Regions from separate parts of the Mus musculus genome. Here region 2 is linked to region 1. A link is a contact called in public Hi-C data. All regions are on one chromosome and are shown on one strand. The core of a region is the stretch at or near the end of the contact, and the rest is flanking DNA. Distances in the headings are between cores, read along the strand shown.

Region 1 (4,295 bases), core at 1,256-3,755:
ACAGTGTTGTCCACTGCATTGCAATGTCTTGGAAGTTTTTCTGGGGCCCAGATAGGCTGCGAGGTTAGTGAGAGCAAGTGCAACTGAGTTCTAAGGGGGCTCTTTGCCAGGAGGTTAGTCTGGAGAGAGAGAGAGAGAGAGAGAGAGAGAGAGAGAGAGAGAGAGAGAGAGAGAGAGAGAGAGAGAGAGAGAAACTGTCGATATTTTGTCTGTTTGTCAGCATAGTTACTGATACAAGAGACGTTTTAGGAGAACAGACATGGGGCTGCTGGACTTTGGTTAGATTTTCAAATGGTAGGTGACTCACATCAGTCCCAGGTGATCCCATGCCCTCTTCTGGCCCCTTCCAGTACTGCATCCATGTGGTGCCCAGACATACATACAGGCAAAACACATACATTAAAAAAAAAAAAAAAAAAAAGGTAATTTTTCTCCCCAAAAGAAGGGACATTCTGGGCATGTCATGAGTTCTAGTTAGCTTTTTATCACTGTAATAAAGACCATGACCAAAAGAAACGTGGGCAGCACAGGGTTCATTTCCCCTTACATGTCCCAGTCATAATTTATCATAAGGGGAAATGAGAGAGAGCAGAAAATCAAGGCAGGGCCTGAAGCAGAGGCCATGGAGGTCTGCTTACTGTCTTGATTCCCATGGCCTGCTCAGTCGGCTTTCTCGTATGACCTCAGACCCCCTGCCCAGGGCTAGAACCCCTTCTCACATCAGCACTGATCAGGAAGATGCCTCACTGACTGTCTGATGGAGGCATTTTCTTAATTGACGACTTCCAATGGTGTCAAGTTGACAGAACTCTAAGGCACACCATGTGACCAGCACATAATGGCACCTCCTTTTCTGGTGACTTCTCTCTAGAGGAGAAGCCACTTAGAAACTTGGATGTCCTATGTTGGGTTCCCCCAGAAATCATAGCAAAAGCTCATGCATAGCAACTTGTTGGTGAGGAGGCGCTGCTGTGTCAGTTTGGATTAACATTCCTCCTCCTTAGCCTCCTCTGCCCTTCAAATCAGAGAGGCCTCAGAGGTGGGGAGAATGTTGTCTATAGAGACATTTGATAACATCTAACTTGTGGGCACATCAAACCTTCTCTCTCTCTCTCTCTCTCTCTCTCTCTCTCTCTCTCTCTCTCTCTGTGTGTGTGTGTGTGTGTGTGTGTGTGTGTGAGAGAGAGAGAGAGAGAGAGAGAGAGAGAGCACATCTGTGCTTGTCCATGTGCAGGTCAACCTTGGATATTGTTCCTCACACACTGTTCTTCTTTTCTTTCTTCTGAGCAGCGTTTTCCACTGGCCTACAACTCAGTAAAAGACTCAAGGAATACATGTGTCTCCGTCTCCCCAGAGTGGGGGTTACAGATTCATGCCAACACATCCAGCTTTTGAAGCATGGGTTCTGGGCAGAGAATTCTGCTCCTGGAGCTGGCAAGCTGATTTCTTCTTAGACTGAGTCATCATCTCCCTAGCCTGTGTCCAACCTGGGGACATCACAGTGCAATGTTGTCATCGACAGAATGTCACTCCTAAGAACTGCATGAATCAGTTGAAAGAGCTATCATAAGACCAAAATTTATGACTATGTTTTATGCTTAGTTTCATACCTGAGCAAGGCTGCATGTAGCTTCATAAGACCCATAAGTTGGACACACATGATGAAGACATCTTTGATTGTCATGGGTAAAGGGTTGCTACTGTCCTAAGGTAAATAGGGACCAAGAGTATTGCTCAACACATTATAAAGCACAGTTATCCCCAGACAAAGACAATTTCAGTCCCTGGTGCAACATGCTTGCCAGGTTAAGCAGGGCTGACTTAGGGTGATAGCTGGAGCAGGAGCGGGAGCGGGGGGGCGGGGGCGGGGGCGGGGGCAGGGGCAGGAGCAGGAGCAGGAGAAGCAGCAGCAGCAGCAGCAGCAGCAGCAGCAAGCTGGGAAACACCCAACTGCATTAGAAGAGAACTAACGGGATATTTAAAAAGTTGTTTACATCATTCAAATTGTGCCTGTGTATATGTGTGCATGAACAACACACCGTGTATGTGTAGGTCAGAGGAAAACTCTTGGAACTTGTTTCTCTCTTCCCACCATGTAGGTTTTGGTGATTAAACTTGGGTAATCAATCAGGGTTGGCAGCAAGTGACTTTACCCACAGAGCCATCTTACCATCCCTCAAGTGGGATATTTAAAAGTGCTCTCCTATTCCTAAGTGCCCTACAGAACTCAGCAGGAACCCCTGATACACAAGTGACAGGAAGAAACAGTATTTTTTGTTCCCAACATCCTCAAAGAGGCATCCTCACTCTTACCCTGGATTGGCCCTGATTTGCTCTACCTTTGAGCCTGAAAGTCATAAGCCCATTTAAGAAGACTCCATTTATAACATCTTCTTGCTAATGAATTCCGGCCTCTCTTCCTGAGCAGATTTGCCCATGGTCTCTGGGACAGAGGACACCTGCCAAGAGAGGAAAGGCTACTAGCAATCATTGTGATTCTGAGTTACCCAGTTGCGAACTCCTTTGAGTCCGGTGCCAGCCTTGGCTAAATCACTGTCCCCTGAACAAATGCTGTTTAAAAACCCAAAGGCAGCTGCGTGGGAGTGAAGTCCAAGATGGCAGCAAGGACAATGGGCTCCTGCTGGCTTCCCGCCCGCTGTGTTTTGATCAGCCAAAGGCTTGATTCTCCATCCCTTCTGTGTGGAGCCAGATGAAAGCCACTGTCGGCAAGCATCCTGCCTGTGATGAAGGGGTGTTTACTCACAGAATGTCACTGTGGACAGCCTCACCCAGGCCTCCAGCAAATGGCCAGACCTGGAACGGCTCAGAGAGGACAAAATGGATGAAGCCAACGAAGCTAAAATGCTGTCTGCAAGTGCCCATCCGAACGAGTCAGTCATGGCTAACACTGGGTCCCTGTGCCTTTGGTTTGTGTCATGGACAGACGTAAGGTCAAGGTGGGATTGCAGGGGAGGATACATGAATAGGAAGGGGGGGGGCGCTCAGTCGGTAAAGTGCTAGCCAGGCATTCATGAAAATCTGAGTGTGATTCCTAGAACCCATGTACAAAAACTAGGCTTGGGGTCAGCAAGATGGCTTCGTGGGCACTTGCTGCCAAGCCCCAAGGCCTGAGTTCAAGCTCTGGGACTCATACAGAAAAAGGAAAGAACCAAGTCTGTAAGTTCTTTGACCTCCCCATGTGTGCACATGCACACACACACACACACACACACACACACACACACACGTAATTAAATGAGCTCAGTGGTACCCATCTGTGATTCCATTGCTGGTGAGGTCTCAGCAGAGGATTCTGGGGTTCACTGGCCAAGAAATCTAGCTGAATCGGTAAAACCTAGGCCAACAAGAGACAGTCTCACAAGCATGGAAGATGGCACATGACGGGCAACGCCCAAGGTTGATCTCTGGCTTCCTGTACACACATCCGCACCTGCACACATGAACATGCACATATCCACATATCATACATACAGGGTGGGCTGGTGGGGAAGGGGAGACCATAGTGTGTTAGAAGGGTGAGTGGGGCTCAACTGAAAAGCACCTGGGTGGGACACAGAAAGGGCTTGTCAACCAGTGACCAGTCGAGTCTCTGGAGCCCAGAGAAAGATAATGCTGCCCTCGAACGCTTCCTTGATTAGCTGTAGTCAGCCACCCACGCTTGCCGAGATCCTGATCTGTGTCATTCTTCCAGGCCTGACCATGCTTCTGCTTGCCGTGTAGGCCACAGGTACCTTCTCCCCTTGCAGAAAGACCAAGTGTCACATTCTTAAACCAGGTTTAAAAACTGAGACCATCGCTTTGTTTTCAGGGGTCCAGAGCCCAGGAGCCCAATAGTACATTCATCTGCTCTGGGGAACGAGGTACCAGCCTGGGATGGCAAGCCTCCAAAGAAAGGTTCTGCCATCCATCCAGATGTAAGGCAGCCTCGGCTTTTGTGTGAGGAGTTGGCCAGTTGCCATGAGCAGTGCAGAAACCCCTTCCTCCCAGGCCTGTGGCTGGAATCGCCACTCACCTCCAACAGCCCCCTCATTAGAGAGATTCAAAGGGGCTTTGAAACATTTCCTTCCAACTTAAAAGCATCAAAGAGGGCATGCCCATAATCCCACCAATCAATCATACACAGTATTTATATTCCTCCACAGCCCCTTCCATTTTTCATCTGTATAAATACATGTTTTATGTATTTATAATTGTGGGGGCATATACTTTATTCAGCATCACTTCCTCTGGATCCCCCAAATTACTACCTAGGTTTAAGTTGCCCGCTCTAACAC
Region 2 (4,295 bases), core at 1,243-3,742, 160 kb after region 1:
GGGTACTGTGATTGCATTTATATATCACAATCAAGCTAGAAATAATTTTTGTGAACTGAAAAAGGAAAAACCTACTTGTCCCCCAACACTAAAGCTGGTGTTTTATATTCTATTTTTATCTCCTTCACAGAATCTGTAGATCACTAACCTTGGGCTGACTCCAGCTCACTGGCTTTTTTGGTTTTTGTTTGGGGTTTTGGTTTTGGTTTTGGTTTTTCGAGACAGGATGTCTCTGTGTAGCCCTGGCTATCCTGGAACTCACTCTGTAGACCAGGCTGGCCTCGAACTCAGAAATCCACCTGCCTCTGCCTCCTGAGTGCTGGGATTAAAAGCATGCACCACCACGCCCAGCATTTTTTTTTTTTGGTAAATAAATTTTTATTGGTAGATAGCCCTACCCATTCATTTACAAATGTGGTAACCGTGGCGCCACATCACTGTTGCCCAGGCATTTGATTGCACAGGTGCTGTAAAGAAGTCTATGAAACCTAAAGTATTTACTGTTTGGTCCTTAAAGGTTGGATAGCTGGCTCCAACCCTAGATTATAATGTTAATAATCCATTTCATTGAGTAAGCAACAATATATTTCACCTAAAGAAGGTAAGCCAGGCATGGTGACTCATTCCTATAATCCGAGCTCTTTGGGGAGCGTAGGTTGGGGGATTGCTGTGAATTTGAGATCAGCTTGGGCTAGCAACATAGTAGGCCAGCCTGAGCTAGCAACATAGTAGGACTCTGACTCTAAAAAATAAAGAGTTGAAAGACTAATGAAATCTGATATAGGCACACAGTGGAATACTACTCACTCTTGAACAGGAAGAAATCCTGCCACAGGCTGCAACATGGACAAAATTTTGAGGGTGTTCTACTGAATGAAATAAGGCGGCCACAAAATAGACAGACGGTGGTCTGACTCCAAGCACATGAGGCACATGTAGTCAGATTCTTACAGACAGAAAGTAGAGTGGTAGTTTTAGGATGGGGTAATGGGAATCAGGTGTTTAATCAACACAGAGGGTTTTTTTTTTTCTTTTTTTAGGCAGGGTGAGGAAAATTCTGTGGGTGGATGATGGCAGTGACTATGTGTATATGTAGTTAGTGCTGTGAGATTATACAGTTATGAATGGTTATAAGGTAAATATTACACAGTGAATTCTTTGCTACATTTAAAAGGAAAAGATTTGTGGTGCAGAATATAATTTTCCACAATTTCAAAAAATTACATTGATTGATTGATTGATTGATTGATTGATTGCTGTGTGCATGTGCACCATGGCGTATTTGTTGTTGAGGATGATTGTTTCGGTTGTCTGTGGGATCTGGAGATTGGAATCAAGTCGTCAGTGTTGGTAACAGTTGCCTTTATCTTGCCAGTCCTCCACAAACTTTACAAAAGTAAAATATCGCATATCGAGGAATCTTTAGACATCACCCCTCCTCTCTGGGTAGAGGACGTAGAGGTAGAAGCTTCTAGAAGCACCAAGACTTAAGAACCAAGTGCCAAGTGGCAGCCTTTCCACGTATTCTAAGGAGGACCATTCAATCACATTCCTGTTCGTTATGGGCAAGTTCCCTCCCTTCAGGGTTTAAAGAAAAGTCCTGAAGCCTTGTGTGGTGGGGAAGGGGTGGGGAACAGGGGTTGCTGAAGGAGGAACCATCTAACAGGGTTGACATCCAGGTCTAATGTCCCTCCCATTCATACCAGTAAGGATCTGTTAGGAGAATCCAAAACAACAGAAATAGAGATATAGAGTAGAAAGTCCTGAATATTTTAGAGCATTGAAGGGCTAGATATTTCTCCAGCCTCCAAGGGCCCATCTGTTTGTGCAGGTGGGGCAGATTCACCAGCATGGGCCAGGGCTCTGAGGGCCTCCAAGCAACCCATGGCTCTGCCACCTGCTGCTTTGGTGACCTTTGGCATAGCCTGTCATCGATCTGAGCCTGTTTCCTATATGTAACCGAGCAGCCCTGAAGTACCTCAGGGTTGTCATGACAAATCAGGGCAGTGTTGTATCAAGTTCCTAGTGTCAACCAAAGCCAGCGTTCTGTTCCCCAGCATCTGCTCAAAGCCTCCCACACGGGCTCACTGGTGGATGACAGGCAGGTAGTGGGTTTCCCTACGGGCCACTCCAAAGACTGACCTGTCATCCCTCAAACCCAAGGGGGGGCTCTTTTCTGGGAGGGTGGTCTGATTGGGGTTAGTGGACACCTGCTCTGAGTGCCCGGATGCAGGCATCTGTGTAAACTTGCCCCCGATGGCATGCCCACAGGCCTGCCAGGGTGATGACTGAGCCCATCGCAAGAAATCCCGCAGTTCGGCTAACTTCTAAGTAAAAAAGACCTGGGTGGCGCAGCCTAGGGCAGAGTTGATTATTGTGGCAAGCAGATCTGCAGGCCCTCCGTGGAGCAAATGCCATGCTTCTGTGGGGATGGAGCCTTTCCGGCCAAGAGAAGATCGGATAGCAAGGAGGGCAAGGGACTTCTGAAGCACAAGACACCCCCCTCCTGGCCTCTGGAGGAACTGCACCCTAAGTTGCAGCCTCTGAGCTCCCTGGCCTGGGGTAGCATGACCCAGGCCTGAAAGGGGCCAGTTGATACTAACTGTTCATCGCTGCTCTATAGCTAAGAGCAGAGACTCCTCATTCTTGTAAGGGTAATGGGGCCTGGCTGTAATGAGAGTCTCCTTACAGGAGCTGGAACAAGGTAATGTTCTGCTACAAAGCCGGATGGGAGAGAGGGAGGGGGAGGGGGAGAGGGAGAGGAAAGAGAAGGGAGAGGGAGAGCAAGCACTTTTCTGGATGCTTTTGTGTTAGGAAATGAAGACTCCTTAGTCTTAATTCTATGTGTCTGAGGGTCCTTCATGTTGGAGCTCCGGAGCTGGTTCCACAGATAAAATTCTTGCTGTGCAACTGTGAGAATCTGAGTTCAAATCCCAAGAGCCCACTTCAAGCTGGTGTGGGACCCCAGAACCCATAAACGTGGGTATGGCACCATGCAACCATATCCTAGTACTTTTATGGTGTGATGGAGACAAGTTTTAGGTCCTCCTGGAAGCATGCAAGCTGGCTAGCCTGTCATACACAGAGTATCAGTCAAAACAGGGACTCTGTCTCAGAGAGGACTGACACCCAAAATTATGCTCTGTCCTCCCCTCTTGTATGGTAGTATATACATATGTAGTACATATATGTGTGCATGTGCACGTGAGCACATGCAAGCACACACACACACACACACACACACAGAGAGAGAGAGAGCTTCGTGTGGATCTACTTAGCCGAAGCAGAAATCACAAACAAAAAGGATAAAGTACTTGCCCCTGAGCTGCATCTCATCCCCCCATTTGCAGTCGATGCGTCTGTAAGGACACGCTCACTTTCTCCTCTCTCTGAATACAGTTGAATTGTCACATGACACTTCACTGAAAATATTAAAGCGCAGAGGTCACCCAAACCTGGCTTGAAAGCAGACGATGTTATTTCGTCTCTGAGCGATGCATATTTGGAATATTAATGTAGATTCTTTGGTGACAGACTTGCCTTCTTGGCAAAGGCAGATAGAACGTTTGAAGGGAGGTCCCACTTTAATTTTTGACAAGTGTTAGGAAGGATTTGAGAGGCAGAAAGAATGAAAGTCAGCTTGCAGGTCAGAGTCAGGAGAGGGGACAAAGAGACAAGGCTGGCTTCTGGAAGAAAGTGTCTCACTTGATTTCTGCCTCTGCTGAGGGCTCTCTCTCTCTCTCTCTCTCTCTCTCTCTCTCTCTCTCTCTCTTTCTTACTGAGAATGAAGGAGTGAAATGGAGGTGCCTCGGTAAGTCAGGTAACACCCACATAATGATGAAGGTACCAAAGAGTCCTGCAAGCAGTCTATATTTCAAGGAAAAGGGAAGACATCAGGGAGGGGACATTTGTTGTCATCACCTGGGGTGATGGTTGGTTAAGTGTCAACTTGACACAACCTAGAAGTAATTGGGGAGAAAGTCAGTAGGGGATTGTCTTGATTTTTAATTGATATGGGAAGACCCAGCCCACCGTGGGCAGCACCATTCCCTAGGTAGGTATGTCAGGGAGGAGAAAGCAAGCAAGCCGAAAGCCTCACACATTCATCTCTTTGTTTTTGCCTGCAGATGTGATGCAACTAGATACCTCTAGATCCTGCCACTGGATTCTCTGCTATGATAGACAAAGTAGCCTGGAATTGTAAGCCAGATAAGCACTTTCCTCTCTTAAGCTGCTTGTTGTCTGAGTGTTTCAGCAGAGCAACAGAATCGAAACTGGAGCAGCTGGCTTCAGAA

The links. Hi-C and Micro-C count contacts between places; a contact is called where the count stands out from the background.
Region 2: a contact with region 1 is called in a Hi-C map of cerebral cortex, with 4 times the contacts expected there. The contact joins two enhancer-like sites. A contact is called at or near these places in 26 of 484 Hi-C or Micro-C datasets (the HL-1 cell line, adipose-derived mesenchymal stem cells, brown adipocytes and 16 more).

Annotation. Positions count from the first base shown.
Region 1 is chr11:109,030,311-109,034,605 of GRCm38.p6, forward strand. It overlaps Gm36876 (a long non-coding RNA gene), which reads left to right. Exons shown (of 4, transcript XR_389100.4): 4 at 2,429-4,295. Among named protein-coding and RNA genes, the nearest start is that of Gm24149, 35 kb to the right of the region's middle. Within about 2 kb of position 2,506, at least 22 of the 459 cell types and tissues checked have an H3K27ac peak or open chromatin away from gene starts, as enhancers often do. A contact at or near this core is called in cerebral cortex, where this site is marked.
Region 2 is chr11:109,190,884-109,195,178 of GRCm38.p6, forward strand. No RefSeq gene overlaps it. Among named protein-coding and RNA genes, the nearest start is that of Gm39440, 26 kb to the right of the region's middle. Within about 2 kb of position 2,493, at least 12 of the 459 cell types and tissues checked have an H3K27ac peak or open chromatin away from gene starts, as enhancers often do. A contact at or near this core is called in cerebral cortex, where this site is marked.